Regions from separate parts of the Mus musculus genome. Here region 2 is linked to region 1. Evidence: chromatin contacts called from public promoter capture Hi-C data. All regions are on one chromosome and are shown on one strand. Each heading gives the region's core, a stretch centred on a gene start, on an enhancer-like site or on the middle of the called end of the contact. The rest is flanking DNA. Distances are from core to core; before and after follow the strand shown. Region 1 holds the start of Fabp7 (fatty acid binding protein 7, brain). Region 2 has its middle 16 kb from the start of Gm23058.

Region 1 (3,667 bases), core at 378-2,877:
GTTTTTCCTTCCTCCTGTTTTACATATTAAGGGACTTTGAACGGCAGGAGAAACTGAGATGAAAATAAGGGGTTGGGGGAGAGCAAAAGTGGGGGCTAAGGAAGAAGAGTCCAGAGGGGAGTGCAAAAGAATGATGCTTAGAAGGGAAGCAGGGACAGAAAAGGCAGACTCCTTAGGACTTACCACGACCATCTTGCCATCCTTAATTTCTCTGGTACAATTTGTTTCTTTGCCATCCCACTTCTGCACATGAATGAGCTTGTCTCCATCCAACCGAACCACAGACTGAGAGCAACAACCAATCAAAGGGGGTTAACAGGCAGAAGTCCACTTTTCACAGAAGTCAAACGACAGCATTATCAGAGAGGGCCATAACTGAGTACATCACTCATAATTATTCCAGCAGCACTTCATCCTCTGTTACTTTCAAGAATCTCTGTTTTCTAAAATGTGGCCATTTATGATTCAGCTGCCATGTATACAGCCAGTTGCAAAAAACCAGCATAGATCAGAAATAAAAATACAGAACTAGTCACTCTTCTTGCTTAAGCAAAGCTTTGCTGTGCGACGGACTAATTGGTCAAGCTGAGATGATCAGAGAGAAGGAACAAGGTGTGGTCTTTCTTTCAAATAAACATGGTTCAATACTCTCTGGGTAAAAGTTGCTATAAAATGTGAAAAAGGATAAATAGCCTGCAAGTTTGGCTCTGGAAATTACTCAGTGTCTGGGATACAACCAGTAAACCCTAGAATGTTAGCTCTGGCTCCTTCTTCCTGAAGGGGGATTCTGAAAGCTTGTTCCCCTTCTCCATGTCTGTGGAGAGATTGGGAATCCTCTGTCCCATCCTCACCGGATAAAGCTGCCTCTTACCTTACAGTTTCTGTCATCTATGCTGGTTTCTTCAAACTCTTCTCCCAGCTGGAAATTGATCTCTGTGTTCTTGAATGTGCATTGTGTCCGGATCACCACTTTGCCACCTTCCTGACTGATAATCACAGTTGGTTTGGTCACGTTTCCCACTTGCCTAGTGGCAAAGCCCACGCCTGAAACAGCAAAGGGAGCCAGCGCAGTTAACAGCAACTTCCAAAATAGTTCAGAAATCTGCTTGTCACTCTAAGAATCCAGAATTGGATTCTAAAGTGTAGATTTCGTCCAAACCTGATTAATGGTTACTCCACTAGCCATGGACAAGGTAAGCACAAATAAGGACCTTCTCACTCCCTTCTCCAAAAGTTACAGAAGCTTCACATTATCCACAGGATATCAAATGGTCCCTTTATTTGATTCTTCGCAAGAAGGCAGGAAAATACCACAGTAAGAATTATTTGAGTGGGCTATGCACAGTCTTAGTATAATTGACACAATGTGCTCAGCCTGTCTTTCAGAAACCTGGTAAGTAAAATCGGGGGTTTCTAAGGATCAAAATACAGAGTTAAGAAGAAAACAGTACGTCTTATTTTTACCTACCCAGAGCTTTCATGTACTCATCAAAATTCTGACTGTCTGTCAGCTTCCAGGTTGCGCAGAAAGCATCTACCATCCTTAACCGCCTAGTCAGCTGAAAATAGGCAGGAACTGGAGGAACTCGGGTCTTACCCACCACCGTAATTCACAAAAACCCTTTGCACCTCAGCAGAAGCTGCTGCCTTCTTATTTAGAGAAGAAGCGGGCAAAAAGCCAATCATTTGAATGACTAACTTGTCTCTTTCCAGCAGGCTGCCGTGGGGGAGGGGCTGGGCAGATGGCTCCAATCCTCCTTGTGATTTGCTCAGGCCACTGGGTTAGCGGAGTAGGTCAAGATCCTCCCAGTTCACACATCACAATCCTGATCCCCCCCCCCCCCATGCTCTAAAGGAAGTCAGCGGGGCCTGGGAACAGAAAACTGTAGAAAAGAGAGGGTTTTTCAGGTTCAGCAGGGGATAAGAAAAAAAAAGGCAACTGCAGCCTCAAACTGGGAGGAAAGAAAAGGGAAGGATAATAGGGCATTGAGATTGATTTCCTTAAGGAGAGCATGGTGTTGGTTACAAATGAAGGCCTCCTTAAAGAAAAACCCACGGAAATGCCAGATTTTTCAGACATAGGCGTCTGAAGGGTGTGTTTTAGTTTTCTTTTATATTTAAACAGAGAGCCAAATGCAGACTAGAATATGCCAAACTAGGAAAAGATACAGAGTGTGAGTGAAAATATATTTCCTAGATGAACCCTGTCCCTACTCAGAGCATCAATGTGACAGACAGTGTAGCTAGGGAGCCAACTCTCAACACAAACACAGTGTGTTTCTCAGAATGTACGAACCAGACCAGAATGGGAAAGGAACCTTACAGAGTGCCCTTAAAATTCATTAATGAGTTAGAGAAACAAAGAGGAGATTTTTTTCCTTCACCTCCTCGAGGGGGCTACAGGATCAATGTGGAAAAGCTGAACAGGCAACCAGTTAGTAAGATCTTAAAGGATATTTTGGTTTCCTAAGGTCACATCTACCTAAATATGAGGCTTGCATAACCAGGGAGACAGGAACTAGAGGGGTGATGCGAATAGAACTTGCCTATACTGTGTGCCAGCTCAGTGTACAAGTATGAGAGAATAGCTGGAAGGTTCTAATAGAGGCGTTAGAGGGGTCTGTGAACTTCCTCTTCACCTTGAGATTCCTCCCCCCCCCCCCCCCCCGGCTTTATAGATCCAATAAAGTGGCACTTTCCCAGGCTCAGAGAGAAAGAGACCCTGGAGTCTGACAAGGCAACCCCTGCTCTTCTGCCAGCGCAGCTTGAGCCTCAGCTCACAACGCATGCATCCCACTCTGCAGCTCCCACGGAAGACAAGGGCTCAGTACGCTTTAGCCTAGTGCTGTGCTAGCTGGATGGCAGCATACCTGTTTATCGTAAACACCAGAACTGTCCCCATACGTGTGTGCCTTCAAGTCTGAACTACATATGCGACTAGTTCCACCACCTTGTGGAATCTACCACAAACCTGCCGTCCGTTTCTAATGGTTTACTCTCACAAATGACAGTTGCTGTAAAGACTTAGCTCATTTTGCTTCCCCAGTATTTAGCAGTCATCCTCCCAACCCCCAGCACACAAGCCTCCTAAATGTGAGCAACTTCTGGCTTTGCCTGATTCTTTAGCAGCAGCTACCACACTGTTCTCAAAGGATCTCTTGGAAACCAGCAACCTTTCAAACACAAATTTGCATTCCCCTCACTACTAAGGACACTGAACATTTTTTTAATGTGATTTTCTGGGTTTTGAATACCGTTCATGCAGTGACTATGTAAATATTTTCCTACTTTAAAGTTGGGGTTTTTTTTTCCCTTTCTGCTGTGCTATATACATATTCTTTGTATATTTTAGATAAGCTACTTGGTGGATATGTGTTTTTGCAAAAAAATCCTTTTTATTTTTTTTTTCTTTTCTTGGTTAAAACAAAAATTTCACGAATATATCAAACTTTATTTTGTATACATCTTAAGAACATATAAATTGAATTTAGTTAATGGTACCTCTGTATAGTTGTTTTAAATTCTAAATCTGATCTTGACTTTTTTTTCTTATTTAGTTTTTATTCATAATCATAAGCTTAACTTTGCAATCCAGCTAGACTTGAAGGGGAATGAGGAAAATATGGAACCCAAAGAACTTCAGTGAGAGCAGAGATTACAGGACATT
Region 2 (3,667 bases), core at 739-3,238, 580 kb before region 1:
ATACAAACTATAGTTTTAGAGTGTATTTCATGAAATTTCAGAGTCTATAAAACTGTAGATTTGAACAATACCTTCCACAAGTGTAAATATGGTAAGACTAAAAATTTGCCTAAATATTCATCTAACTTGTCAACTTACAGTTTTCAGCATTCTGTTACAATGACATCCCCCTTCAGGCACAAGAGGGGAAGAAGCCTAACTGAAACCCAACCATCGAAGTGGTCATTAGTGTTAAGGGATTATCTATTTCTTCTCCTTATAGTAACAGGAGCTACAAAGCAGCATCTATGCAGAACTGTAATTAACCAAGGTTCATTACCAGCATCTTTTATGCTGGTCCAGAAGGTCTATAAACTATATGAACAGCTGTGCAATTTCAGCCCATTAGTTTCTCTATGTGATATGCAATAAAAATAATTTTGTTTTATAACTAACTATGGATTTGATAGAGACAAATCCTCTTTTAGCCTAAGTTTTTATCTCATAAGATAATGAAAACAAACCAAAACAAAAAAGAAACCTCATTATGAGCTGGAGAGACGGCACTTACTTCACTTACCCTGGACCAACTTTAGTTCTTAATACTCATGCCAGGCAACTCACAACTACTTGCAACTCCAGCTCCAGGGGAGCCAACACCTCTGGCCTCATGGGTACCTGCACTCATGTGCACATACACTCTCTTAAACATAACTAAAAAAGAATAAAAATATCTTAAAAACATACTTTAATAAAGCAAAATTAGTGTTTTACATTATTTTCAACACTCATTCATCTTATATTTATTTGTCAAGCATAAGGTCTTCCTAAATAAGGTCTCTCAGGAGTGCTCTGTCATGAGATCCAGTGCTGCGGATCCAACAATTCAGTACCATTGCCAGTGGGTTCAAGGGCAAAGTAACTAGGGCCAGAACATACAAAACGCTAGTGTGGGGAACAGAAACGGGTGGGTTTCTGTGAGTTTGAGGCCAGTCTGGTATACACTGGGAATTCCAAGTCAGCCAGTGCTATACAGTGAGACCCTGTCTTAAAGAAAAAGAGGGGAGGGGCAAGAGAGAGGAAGGAAGGATGGAAAGAAAGAAGGAAGGAAGGAAAGACAGACAGACAAGAAGGCAATATCAACTATTAGAAACACTGTCCAGAACAGGGGGGAAAAAAATCACCAAAAAATGTGATCCACCTGTGGATAATGTTGCCAATGCCTCTGAACTCTGTAAAAGTTTCCTTTATCAAACTTTATAAGACACATCCAAGTGGACCAGCCATCAAAAACAGCCATCAAAAGCTCATGGAGTGCTGGTGAGGTAAAGGTACTTGTATGAAACTTAAGGACCTGAGTTTGATTCCCTAGGACCCAGGAAGAAGAGAACGGATTCCTGTAAGTTGTGCTTTGTGGTGGTCTGAGTAAGAATTCCCTCACACACACACCCTAGGCTCATATATTTGAATGCTTGGTCCCCAGTTGGTGGAACTGCTGGGAAGAGCCAGTAGGAAGGGCTTTGAGGTTTCAGAAGATTGGTGCCACTTCCAGTGTTCCTCCCTGTCTCCTGCTTATAGATCAAAATGTGAGCTCTCAGCTGTTTCTGCTGCCATGCTCTGGCTCTGCCATCACAGACACTAAGTCCTCTGAAATCATAAGCCCAATCCAACACTGTGTTTTGTAAGTTGCCTTGATCGTGGTGTTTTGTCACAGCAACAGAAAAGTTAGTACAACATCCCTTACATGTACCATGGCATGCACACACACAGACATACACAATCAAAACTAAAAGTTCACAGGAATTTGACTGAGTCAGAAACACATCTTCTAAACAACATGGGATCATCTATATTACTAAACAATAAGCAGCAGGATAGGGAGGACAGCAGCTAGAGCCAGGATAGGAGTGATAAAAACTGCAAAAAGGGTGTGGGCTGCACCAGGAAGCAAGGTGGAGAAGCCAAGGTAACAGACTAGGAGGGGCAGAGAGGGAGGTAGCAGGCTCTGGCATTGTTAACATTTTTCTTCACATTCTTTCATGCACATAGCAACAAAACAGACCTGGTGAAGTACAGCCTGAGCTGTACTTTCATGTAGCCATAATCTTGCCCATTGAAAGCTAGCATTTAAGGCCTACTCCGAATCTAATAAAAGTTTTTATAAGTCCACAAAATTTACCAGGCGATCTAAGTTGGTTGAGTGCTTGTCTAGTATGGACAGAATTGTGGGTTCTAACCCTGGTACCACGTAAAAACTGGGAATGGTGGTGCCCAGTGCTGGACAGGTGGCAGCAGAGGGATTAGAAGTTCAAAATCATCCTTGGTGCATGGCTGAGTGCCAGGTCAGCCCGGCTAGGTCAGACCCTGTCTCACAAGGTGTGGTTGAGGCACAGAGATGACTCAGAGGGCTAAGCATTCATTACCTTGCAAGTATAAGGAACCGGGTTTGATCCCTAGAGTGCTCTTTCCTTTGATATATTCACTTGTTTTTGAGATAGGGTCCTAGCAATCAAATATATTATTAAACTAATATAGTCTGTTTAGATACCAGTTTAAACAAGCCAACAATAGAAGCATATTCTTAAAACAAGTGGGGGATGTGATTACAAAGCAGGCATTAAATAATGCTGAGGCATCTCTGCTCTTTTTGTCAGGCAGGACAGCAGTATGTGGTTTTATAATAAAGCATCCATCTCAGAGTCCAACTCTGATACATACCAAGACAGTACCTGATATCTGCTTCTGCTTCTAAATATTTAATTAAAAGAAGAAAAAGAATGTGAAACAAGTTCAGCCACAGAGCAACGACATGCAGGCAGTGAGAGTGCAGAAGAGCCATTTCTTGTTTGTATTACAATATTTTCTTAACAGCTTTCTCTAATGAGGCCTCTGAGGATGTTAACTCTCAACACAATGGCACATATCTTGACTAAGATCAGACATAGTACATTCAAGGACATGCTAAATTCCAAAAGGAGGTCACTAAGAAAGAGGAGAGATCCTTCTAAGTGGAGGAGTAAGGAGTGCCTCAGGGAATAAAGAGCAGGTGCGGAGACTCATAAACTGGGGAGTTCAGAATTCTATTTTGACTCTAGACCACATGATTTACATGTCATGTGGAAAAAAGCTATAAAGAGTGTGAATTCAGGATGGAAAGGATTATAAACGTGGAGATGCAGAATTTGATGGTCCTTCACACAACAGTATAAGCTACAGGAGCAGAATAGAGGCATTCAGTGTGTGTGTGTGTGTGTGTGTGTGTGTTGGGATTGGAGCAGGGTTCAGGCTTTTTCAGGGCAACATGTTGCTAAGAATAAATCCACACAATCAAGAATAGCACATACACTTACATGGGTGATTCCTTTACCTGCTTCTAGCTGAATCATGTCCTGAACAAGAACACTTCGAATCCTGAACAGCTCTCCCCAATCCTCCATTCCTGTCACACCCTGATTTTCCACTCTTAGTAGATGACCCCTTCTACTGTAGAGAAAGTATCCATCTTCCGAAGGTAACCACCACAACTGCCCTCAAGGCCTATTTCCCACTACTCACTATTCTTGTACTGCAAGATGACCTCTATTCCACTGGGGCTCAGTAAACAACACAAAATCCACTCCATGCTAAGTTTATAGAACTGTGGTATTAAAGACAGCAGATCGCAACAATCATGATGTTAATGCTTTAC

What was found. Promoter capture Hi-C pulls out the DNA fragments that hold promoters and counts their contacts.
Region 2: a contact with region 1 is called in a promoter capture Hi-C map of embryonic stem cells, with 3 times the contacts expected there. The contact joins the enhancer-like site here to the promoter of Fabp7 in region 1. A contact is called at or near these places in 5 of 39 promoter capture datasets (cranial neural crest, embryonic stem cells, liver and 2 more), 4 of 115 datasets of contacts at active chromatin or transcription factors (astrocytes, bone marrow-derived macrophages, differentiating embryonic stem cells and 1 more) and 1 of 9 other capture datasets (macrophages).

Annotation. Positions count from the first base shown.
Region 1 is chr10:57,782,883-57,786,549 of GRCm38.p6, reverse strand. It overlaps Fabp7 (fatty acid binding protein 7, brain), which reads right to left and starts at 1,627. Exons shown (of 4, transcript NM_021272.3): 1 at 1,469-1,627; 2 at 872-1,044; 3 at 184-285. The coding sequence starts at 1,541. It also overlaps the pseudogene Gm5777.
Region 2 is chr10:58,363,617-58,367,283 of GRCm38.p6, reverse strand. It overlaps a transcript of Lims1 not described here. Among named protein-coding and RNA genes, the nearest start is that of Gm23058, 16 kb to the right of the region's middle. Within about 2 kb of position 1,988, at least 42 of the 459 cell types and tissues checked have an H3K27ac peak or open chromatin away from gene starts, as enhancers often do. A contact at or near this core is called in embryonic stem cells and pre-B cells, where this site is marked.